3 separate regions of the Zea mays genome follow, and regions 1 and 3 are each linked to region 2. A link is a contact called in public Hi-C data. All regions are on one chromosome and are shown on one strand. Each heading gives the region's core, a stretch centred on a gene start, on an enhancer-like site or on the middle of the called end of the contact. The rest is flanking DNA. Distances are from core to core; before and after follow the strand shown.

Region 1 (3,164 bases), core at 469-2,968, 160 kb after region 2:
GAGAGCTTCGACGGGAACCCCGGGCTGTGTGCCACCAACGGCGCTGTCTTCCTCCGCCGCTGCGGTCGGAGCTCCGGGAGCCGGTCGGCGAACGCGGAGCGCCTGGCCGTGACGTGCATCCTCGCCGTCACGGCGGTGCTGCTGGCGGGGGCGGGCGTGGCCATGTGCCTGCAGAAGCGGCGGCGGCGGCGCGCGGAGGCCTCCGCGGGGAAGCTGTTCGCCAAGAAGGGCTCGTGGGACCTCAAGTCGTTCCGGATCCTGGCGTTCGACGAGCGGGAGATCATCGAGGGCGTCCGCGACGAGAACCTGGTCGGCAGCGGCGGGTCTGGGAACGTGTACCGCGTGAAGCTCGGCAACGGCGCGGTGGTGGCCGTGAAGCACGTCACGCGGGGGGTGGCGACGAGCACGGCGCCGTCCGCCGCCATGCTGCGGCCGGCGGCGTCGGTGCGGTGCCGCGAGTTCGACTCGGAGGTGGGGACGCTGAGCGCCATCCGGCACGTGAACGTGGTGAAGCTGCTGTGCAGCATCACCAGCGCGGACGGCGCGGCGAGCCTGCTGGTGTACGAGCACCTCCCCAACGGCAGCCTGTACGAGCGGCTGCACGGGGCGGCGGGGCGGAAGCTGGGCGCGCTCGGGTGGGTGGAGCGGCACGACGTGGCGGTGGGCGCGGCGAGGGGCCTCGAGTACCTCCACCACGGCTGCGACCGCCCCATCCTCCACCGCGACGTCAAGTCCAGCAACATCCTCCTGGACGAGTCGTTCAAGCCCCGGCTCGCCGACTTCGGGCTCGCCAAGATCCTCAGCTCGGCAGGCGGCGGCGGCGGCCACTCGTCCGCCGGCGTCGTGGCCGGCACGCTGGGGTACATGGCGCCGGAGTACGCGTACACGTGCAAGGTGACGGAGAAGAGCGACGTGTACAGCTTCGGCGTGGTGCTGCTGGAGCTGGTGACGGGGCGGCCGGCGGTGGTGGAGAGCCGGGACCTGGTGGACTGGGTGTCGCGGCGGCTGGAGAGCCGGGAGAAGGTGATGTCCCTGGTGGACCCGGGCATCGTGGAAGGGTGGGCCAGGGAGGAGGCAGTCCGCGTGCTGCGCGTCGCCGTGCTGTGCACCAGCCGCACGCCGTCGATGCGGCCGTCCATGCGCTCCGTCGTGCAGATGCTGGAGGACGCGGCCGCCGCGCGCCAGGACGACGACGGGAAGGTCCTGGAGGTGAAGGTGGTCTGAGACCGAATGGCGGCGCCTTAGGCTTTGGCCGTGCCCGGCGGGCGCCGGCGGTGACAGGAGGACGGAAAGGTCACCACGGCCAGTGGCAGTGTCGCACGTGTAACAGTAAGATTAGTAGATTGTTATTTTGCCTGAATAACCGGCCAAGAAATCTTCTTCACCTTCTACAGAAAGGCATTTTTGTAAGCACATGTCAGTCAATGGAGGAGTAGGTTGTTTGGCGTCTATTTCCACGGCAGACAGACCCAACATTCTCTTGGACTCCTCCTGAATCACGTTCCTGACAGGAATGAGCAGCAAGGAAGTTTCGGAATTGGCTTCAGGCATCCCGGCCGGCGTGTGGTTGCGTAAAGAATAATAACGCAGTCGTCGTCGCTGTCGCGGCCGGGGACTGCGTTCACCGGCCCGGGAATTCCTGCCGGAACGAGGCCGTGGTTTAATACAAGGCAGAGACAGGCAGGCATATGCTCAATAAACCACCACCGCCCAAGAGGCCAAGACCCAACGGGTGTACAGTTGCAGGAGGTGTGCCCGCCGGAAGACCCGGGGGGATTGGCCTTATCTGTCTGCCTGCCTGCCTTTCGGACTCCAGCAGAGCACCAATGATAAAGCCATCATCGTCAGTTCATCACACACACTGACACACCCACAAAGACTTCAGGTGAACTAGGAACTTTTACTTTATTCTTAGATTCGATGTAGAGGTTGGCGTTCAATTCACTTTCAATACTCTGCATTTTTTTCTCAAGCAGACTAAAACGGAATGTATATTTCCAGGCAAAAAAAAAACACTGAATGTATCCATGAAAATAATGAGTAAGCGTGGTTGGGACATTGATATACTTTCTATGGAACTACATATGCATCTGTACCTTTTTATAATAATTAAAAAGACTATAAATCCACCTACACTTTCATTTCCTCTATGGTATCTTAGACGTGTTATGTTGGTCACTCGTTTTTTATACATGATGGATATAAGAAATAAGGCAACACAAATAAATTAGTATGTAAGTTCACTTTTCAATTAACTCTTTTCGGAGAAGCTAATGGAGAAACGAAAAAAAGGTTGAGTAAAGGATAATAAGCATGGAATACAAACGACGTGAAGATAAAACAATAAACTCATTTTAATTGAACATTATTTCACTCCATTCTCGATTATGTGCCAAATAATTACAAATATACCTTCGTCTTTTACAAGCAATCACACGAAAGTATCACACCCCGGGCTTTAAGGAACAAAGACGGGTGCATTTCATACATACGTCAAAGAAAACAACACATATAATAATAGTGTGCATAAAGATAGATATCACAATAATCAGAGTACTTATTACATAGCGGAAGACTTACAAAAATAAAAGATAAATATAACATGATCTAAAATCCATCCTTGGCGCCAGAAAGTCAACTAGGAGATGCCACCTAGATCGAATCGAACTACTCATTAAGCTGCTCCTCTTGAACCACCTGTACTTCTCCTTTGGGGGTGTGAGACAGCAAAGGTGAGCTCACACATGTTCATCGCTCAACAAGTTGTGGGGAATAATGTGTATGAACTCACCAAAGGTGGGAGTTCATGTGAAGTGTAAGGCTGATCAATAAAATAAAGGTTGAAGCTGAGCATTGCTTTTATAAGTTGGTCAAAATTTTATTAGCAATTACTAAGTATAAGTAAATACCAAACCATAATAAATAATATAACAAATTAACAAATGATCTCATACAAATGCAAATGACAAATTGAGTTTTAATTCCATAGATTAATCATGTGAGGGTCCGAGCTGCTCATGACCGTGAGCACGGCTAGTATACCAGTTTTACACCCTGCAGAGGTTGCACATCTTTACCCGCAAGTCATGTTACCCATCTGCTAAGGGGTCATGATTCCCATACACCTCTACCGAGGAGGCAAGGCAGGGTAACACTACGAGGCC
Region 2 (3,362 bases), core at 286-2,785:
AAAAAGATGTCGGTCGCTAAAGCCTTTAGCGACGGCACTTACAGCGACCATCCTTATGGGTCGCTAAAAGTTTTTAGCGACCAACCGTAGGTCGCTGAAGGCCGTTTTAGCAACCAACCGTAGGTCGCTGTAAGTCAACCGTCGTGTAGTGACAAGATCTTTACCGAGCGCAGGACTCTGCCGAGAGCGGCCCTCGGCAAAGTCGACTTTGCCGAGTGCCCGATAAAAAGCACTCGGCAAAGCCGCCAGCACTCGGCAAAGAGCCGAATTCCGGTAGTGATTGTACACACGCATCTCACTGTTGGGTGCTAGTGCACCCACGGCAACAACGACAGAGAAATTGACGCAGTGCAGGCCACTTTACTTGTCTCTTTTGACCTGCCGACCCAGATACGTGATAGTGGTTCATGTGTAGTGTGGAAGCACTTTGGACTTATAGTCATTTCGCTTTTCGAATGAAAATCGAGTCTTTTTTAGGTAAAAGAAAATTGAAAAAGATACTAGTAGTCATTGAAGAAGGAAAAAGAAAAAGAAAAGGGAAGAAAACACCTGAGAAGGAAGCATCAATAAACTCTACAACGTTAGTGTTGATTTCATAGTAATGCAGTGTCTTACTCTCACTATGAGTTTAATATAATGAAATTTATTATTAATATTTTTTTTGGCAAATCACAGTTTATGAAGATGAAGTAAGAACTGATCAATTTGAAAAAAAAGATCGAAGCAATTCAAAAACAACTAATAGTGTTCATATATAAGCTAAGGTGTGCCCTCCAGAGCCCCTCTTCAGCAACAGTTCGATCGAACAACGAACTAAAGACCATAATAGGCCATGCAACTAGAACTAAATATTGATGTTTTTAGTTGTGGTTGTCCAAAATCAATTGAGGATCTGGTGCTGTTACTAGTTCTCAACAAGCACTAAGGCTCTTTCTACAGCAGTACAAATCTGAGTCTATAGCATCGAAGGACCCTTGGTTTTTGAAAAGGTAGTCTGCCATACATGTTTTTTTTCTTTGAGCTTTTGAAAGCTCAGTTACATGCATGTACATCTCGTGCATCTCTATCTCTTGTGTGCAAATCAAATTGTTGGTTAAAGATTGTATAGTTTAAAAATCTCTTGATATATGTGTGTGATGTACAGTTGATCATTAAAGGAAAAAAATCACTACACCAGCTGCGCTCATGGGTTGGATTTTGGGGTGGGCAGCTAGCTATAGGAGAACAAAATGATGGAAACTGAAAAATGTGCACAGAGATCGCTACAAATCGCAGCGACGGCGACACACAACTCTCTGCTGGCGAGGCGGCAGGGCATTATGATATTATAATTATAATTACAGCAAGTGGCTGGCTGGCGCCTGAGACTGACAGCAACGTGTGCCGACCCTTGCGATATCGATAGATGCAGCCTCTGCTGCTTCCTTCTAGAAGCTAATGAAACCCTGCAGCATGCAATCATGCACGTGTATATATTGTATTGTATACGTATACACTAGGAGTGTACAGACCGGCCAAGACATACACTTGTCTAGTACGTCTGTACGTGTACGTACCACCGATCGCGATGGTGACAAGTGTGTGTGTGTGACTGACAGGTGTAGAGTCTCCGAGTTGGGGAAGAAACTGCCTAGGAAGCAGCATGCGTTGTCCGTGACAAAAAAGATGCTGTCATCGAGTCGCGGTCAACCGGCCGGGCCTATTAACGAAGCAGCTACTCCTGGGAGCGCAGAGATGAAAGGGAGAGGTAGAGGCGCCGTGCTCAGTCAATCCCTGTCACTGTACCGTGTACCCCACGTGTGGCATAGAAGTGGGTTGGCAGCGAAATCTAGGACCCAAGGGTTTAGCTCTAAACTCCCTATATATTTCTCTATCTTAAATATAGAGAATATTTTTTCTATATACCTTTCAACGGTATTCTTTAAAGTCTCTTTTAAACACAGATGACACTCCATCCTCTCTTTATATATATATATATATATATATATATATATATATATATATATATATATATATATATATATATATATATATATATATATATATATATATATATATATATATATATATAGACTCTCTCTTTACTCTTCTATCCATTTTTATACTTTAGATAACGAATTAAGCAAAACTAGATTATGTATAAGACAATATGTATATATAAGACATTTGAGGGTATGACAACATAGTTAAATACAATCTAATCGAACATATAATCTAGCTCATCATGATTTCCCATGACAACCAAAGCTAGGCATTCCGATCTTCCAATGCGTGAAAGGTGCACGTGACACATTGGGATTTCCATCTTCGAGGTAGGGGCCTTCAGGGACCATCTCCACTTCAGGTTCAGTTGCTATTTCAAGGACTCCATCTTTCGGATAGTATTGTTCATGGACACTCTCAACTGTAGATTGAACTTCTTCAACTAAATCCTTGAGTGAGGCATGTGGCTCGTGCCTTTTGTCTACATGGATGTCTCTTTAGAACATTGTCCCGAGCACCCAAAGGTCTCCTTCTCTTCTTGGGATTGAAGGAGACAACATGTTTAGTAACCTTTTGGGGTACTTGTACTCTCTATAGCTCATTTGCTGCAGGTATATGTGACCTTGTACACTTCTCCATGATTAGTGAAGGCACATGTCAGCCTATTCGCAAGATTTTGCAAATGTAGAATCATCTAGACTTCTAGTTCAAATTCACTAGTGTGCGGGTCTAAGGATTGTGCCTCGTTTCTATTCCACTCAATTGTCTCACGTTCTTGTGGATGTCTATCTCATCCTAATGCCAATAAATGCTCTTCATAAAAAATGCAATCAATGTGCTAAGTCGTATGAAGATCCCCAGTCATATGCTCAAGATATTTGATTATGGACTTAGTCTTACAACCAACATATATCCCCAACTTTTCAGTCGGGACTCATTGATGTACAATGAGGTGGTTGTATGGGCACGTATACCACACAACTAAACATACACAGATGGAAAAATACTTGGTTCTTTTCGACGCACTAGGTGTGAGGGAGATTTGTAATGATACACAATTGCTTGAGTTAGATAAATGTTGCAACATGCAACACTATGTGGCCCTAATAGGTGGTTGCTAGCCTACAATTCTACAACAATGGGTGAGAACTCCACTTGATCCTTTTGATCAAGGATTCAACTAGACCATTTTGTGAGTGGATGATACTGATCGATCTAACTTAATGTCTATGGATAAGCAATAATTTTCAAACACTTTTGAACTAAACTCACCAGCATTGTCCATCTGTATGGATTTTATGTGGTTACCAGAGAAACTTGTTGTTAACCTGAATATTTAGGCAATAAGCTTAAAAAGGCATGGTACCTTATGGACAACA
Region 3 (3,162 bases), core at 340-2,839, 230 kb after region 2:
TTTAATCACCTTGGCTCCACATGACCCTTGTTCCAATTGTGTGGGTGAAGCCTTTGCCATTAACCCCTCTTAACTAACCCATGCTTCCAAGGTTTTAGGTTCTTCTTCTCCTCCACTTAACCACATGTGATCACAAGTCATCAGTGCATAATTGAAACCATGGCCTTGGTAACACCTGGGGTGTTACAAACGCAACTCGAATGGGTCAATTTGGAATTAGTATGAGGAAGTTATGATTTTCCTGAATTCCTACGTTTTTTACATAATAATTGATTTTCTGATTTCATTACAGTTAACCAAAAAGGGTTGGACGACGACCACTATTTTAATAAAATCCAGGGTCTAAAATATAAATACCAGGGCTCCATGTTAATGGTTCTATAAATCGACAGGACTGCGAGTTCAATAATAGAAACTAGAGGGTCTCTTTTGCAAAGCTACACGGCTGAAGGGATATCTGTCCGCCTGAGCCATTGGATTCATGGCAGACGGCCAAGATTAGCTCGAATCTTATAACGAAGCAATACCAAGTGCTGTCCATCGGATCAAAGTTCGACGGTCATATTTTAATGAATCAAGATCTAACCTAATCTATTCGATTCCATCCTATGGCTCAGATCTATTCCCCAAACAGGTATGCCCAACGTCTAATCTCCACCTCTCCCTACGATCCAACGGCAAGGCAGGTCATTCTTCCTCCCCGATAGCCGCAGCGATGGTGTGTGCGCACCGCGGCGGCAATCCTGTCGCCACAGCCATGCCCAGCGATCTGGGGTCCCAAACCACAAGCCACAAAATATCATTACACGAAAGATGAGAACAAACTACGTAAGAATATCACCAAGTTGGTCTTCTGGTTTCTCGTGACCTCGCTGCTACTCGTAGCAATACATACAAATAGACAAGGAGTACATAAAATATCATTACATGAAAGATGAGAACAAACTACGTAAGAATATTTTACGCTCTACTACGAGATCGTAGGTTCGAGAATCACTAAATTCAGAGTTATGGTTAAAGAGATATAATTTTCTGAATGTTTACGTGTAAAACATAAGCTAAAACAAATGAAGTTCTTGATGTTAACAACATGTGACATAATAAAATAAGTTTACTAAATGATGACTGACATTAATATGAGTACAACGCAACTCGAACGGGTCAATTTGAAATTAGTATGAGGAAGTTATGGTTTTTCTAAATTCCTACGTTTATTTTTGTACATAATAATTGATTTTCTGATTTGATTACAGTTAACAAAAAGGGTTGGACAATGACCACTATTTAATAAAATCCATGTCTAAAATATAAATACTAGGGCTCCGTGTTAATGGTTCTATAAATTGACAGGACTACGGTTTCAATAATAGAAACTAGGGGTATCTTTTGCAAAGCTACGGCTGAAGGGGTATCTGCCCGCCTGAGCCATTGGATAGCTCGAATCTTATAACAAAGCGATACGAAGTGTTGTACAACGGATCAAAGTTAGACAGTCAGATTTTATTGAATCAAGATCTATCCTAATCCGTTCGATCTCATCCTATGGCTCAGATCTATTCCCCAAACAGGTATGCCCAACGTCTAATCTCCACCTCTCCCTACGATCCAACGGCAAGGCACGTCTTTCTTCCTCCCGACAGCTCGCAGCGATGGTGTGTGCGGACCGCGTGGGCAATCCTGCCGCCACAGCCATGCCCGGCGATCTGGGGTCCCAAACCACAAGCCACAACATGCTGTCTAATCCTAGGAACATGGTAAGACAAAGGAGAAAGATCTCACCGCAATTACAGATGCTGGATTTCGTGGCCACGGGGAAGCGCGCTCCAACGACAGGGACTCGAACCACTCGCCACAGCCGGGGTTTGTAACGGCGGTAGCGTTTTGATTCGTGGGATCAACAGGGACTCGGCCGAGCGGACTCCGGCGACATTGCAACAAGCTGGAGAGTCGAGCGAGTCTGAAGCTGGGGTCCCACGTGATAGTGGTTCCGGTCTGGTACCTGGTTGCGGCTGGGACGCTGGTGACCTGGTCCCACGTGATAGCTTGTGCGGTGTGGAGTAAAAGTTGGGTGGGCCGTGCGGTGGCGTACTGGGCCGGCTAGCGTGGGGAAAGAGTGGGCCGGGGTGAGGGTTTCGGCCCAGGGTGTTGAGATAAGATTCTTTTTCTTGTCCCTTTTATTTTCTGTTTTCTGATTTCTTTTCTATTTCAGTTTTCAAGTTCAAACTTTGAATTCAGGTCTTCAACATAAATGCACAAGCAAAAATCACCATCAAGAGATGCAAAGTATATTTTTCCACTTTATTTATTTATTCATTATCCTATGTAAGTAAATGTTTAAATATGAAATTCTCCCATCCACAAATAGGTATTTTAATAAAAACCGATTCCTAGTATAACAGTATTTATTATTTTCTTTGCGAGTACTCATGAATATTTAATTTGGCAAAGGAGTAACTAAATTGATATAGGAACCTTATTAATCTACCTTGGCAAACAAATTTATTTTAGGAGATGTAGCTTCCAAAAGTAAGAAAAATTCTTAGGGCATTATTCAGGGTTTACAAATCCTACTATTATTATTTATTTACTTTAGGGAAATACACTTTTAAAAGAAAGGAATTTATTTTTAGATGATATTTTAACTCAAAATCTTTTTGAAGAAAAACTTTTATGAATCCCAAAATAGAATTTTGGGTGTTACATATGGCCCGGGGAGCTGAACATGGCTTGGACTAATGTTTGCACATGTTTGTGTACGCAAGGAATCTATTCAGAACACGTCAACACCTTCCTGATCGGGGTATAGTTCAGGTGGCACGCCGAAATCATCTGCTCTTTCGAGAAGACCCACAACCATGGCATCCGGTGGAAGGGGTTCTCGCCTGAGGGTACTCTTGACGAGGTAGATCTCTCGGTGCCCTCGGAAGAGCGCCCTAGGGCTTTGCATCAAGAAGTCAACTATATGTTGGCTCATTCGCACCATCGTCACTATGAGTCTGATGAATGCATCCGGACACATGGCCATTCGCTTCGTCCAAGAGATCATCAAACATCGGTACTCTCCAACAGGCCTAGTTCTGGGAAGTCACAAAGGGGAATTCCCTTTCTAGACTAGGCCGCCTCTGCCTTATTCAGTCGCTTCCCTAGAGGCACATCTGCCCG

What was found. A called contact is a pair of places that touch in the nucleus more often than the background predicts.
Region 1: a contact with region 2 is called in a Hi-C map of bundle sheath, with 6 times the contacts expected there. The contact joins two enhancer-like sites. A contact is called at or near these places in 5 of 25 Hi-C or Micro-C datasets (bundle sheath, ear, leaf and 2 more) and 1 of 3 datasets of contacts at active chromatin or transcription factors (leaf).
Region 3: a Hi-C map of ear shows a contact between it and region 2, with 4 times the contacts expected there. The contact joins two enhancer-like sites. A contact is called at or near these places in 2 of 25 Hi-C or Micro-C datasets (ear and leaf).

What each region holds. Positions count from the first base shown.
Region 1 is chr3:108,712,080-108,715,243 of Zm-B73-REFERENCE-NAM-5.0, reverse strand. No RefSeq gene overlaps it. Among protein-coding and RNA genes, the nearest start is that of LOC103650294, 160 kb to the left of the region's middle. Within about 2 kb of position 1,718, at least 19 of the 20 cell types and tissues checked have an H3K27ac peak or open chromatin away from gene starts, as enhancers often do. A contact at or near this core is called in bundle sheath, ear, leaf and 2 more, where this site is marked.
Region 2 is chr3:108,868,739-108,872,100 of Zm-B73-REFERENCE-NAM-5.0, reverse strand. No RefSeq gene overlaps it. Among protein-coding and RNA genes, the nearest start is that of LOC103650294, 4.2 kb to the left of the region's middle. Within about 2 kb of position 1,535, at least 18 of the 20 cell types and tissues checked have an H3K27ac peak or open chromatin away from gene starts, as enhancers often do. A contact at or near this core is called in bundle sheath, ear, leaf and 2 more, where this site is marked.
Region 3 is chr3:108,639,163-108,642,324 of Zm-B73-REFERENCE-NAM-5.0, reverse strand. No RefSeq gene overlaps it. Among protein-coding and RNA genes, the nearest start is that of LOC103650294, 230 kb to the left of the region's middle. Within about 2 kb of position 1,589, at least 20 of the 20 cell types and tissues checked have an H3K27ac peak or open chromatin away from gene starts, as enhancers often do. A contact at or near this core is called in ear and leaf, where this site is marked.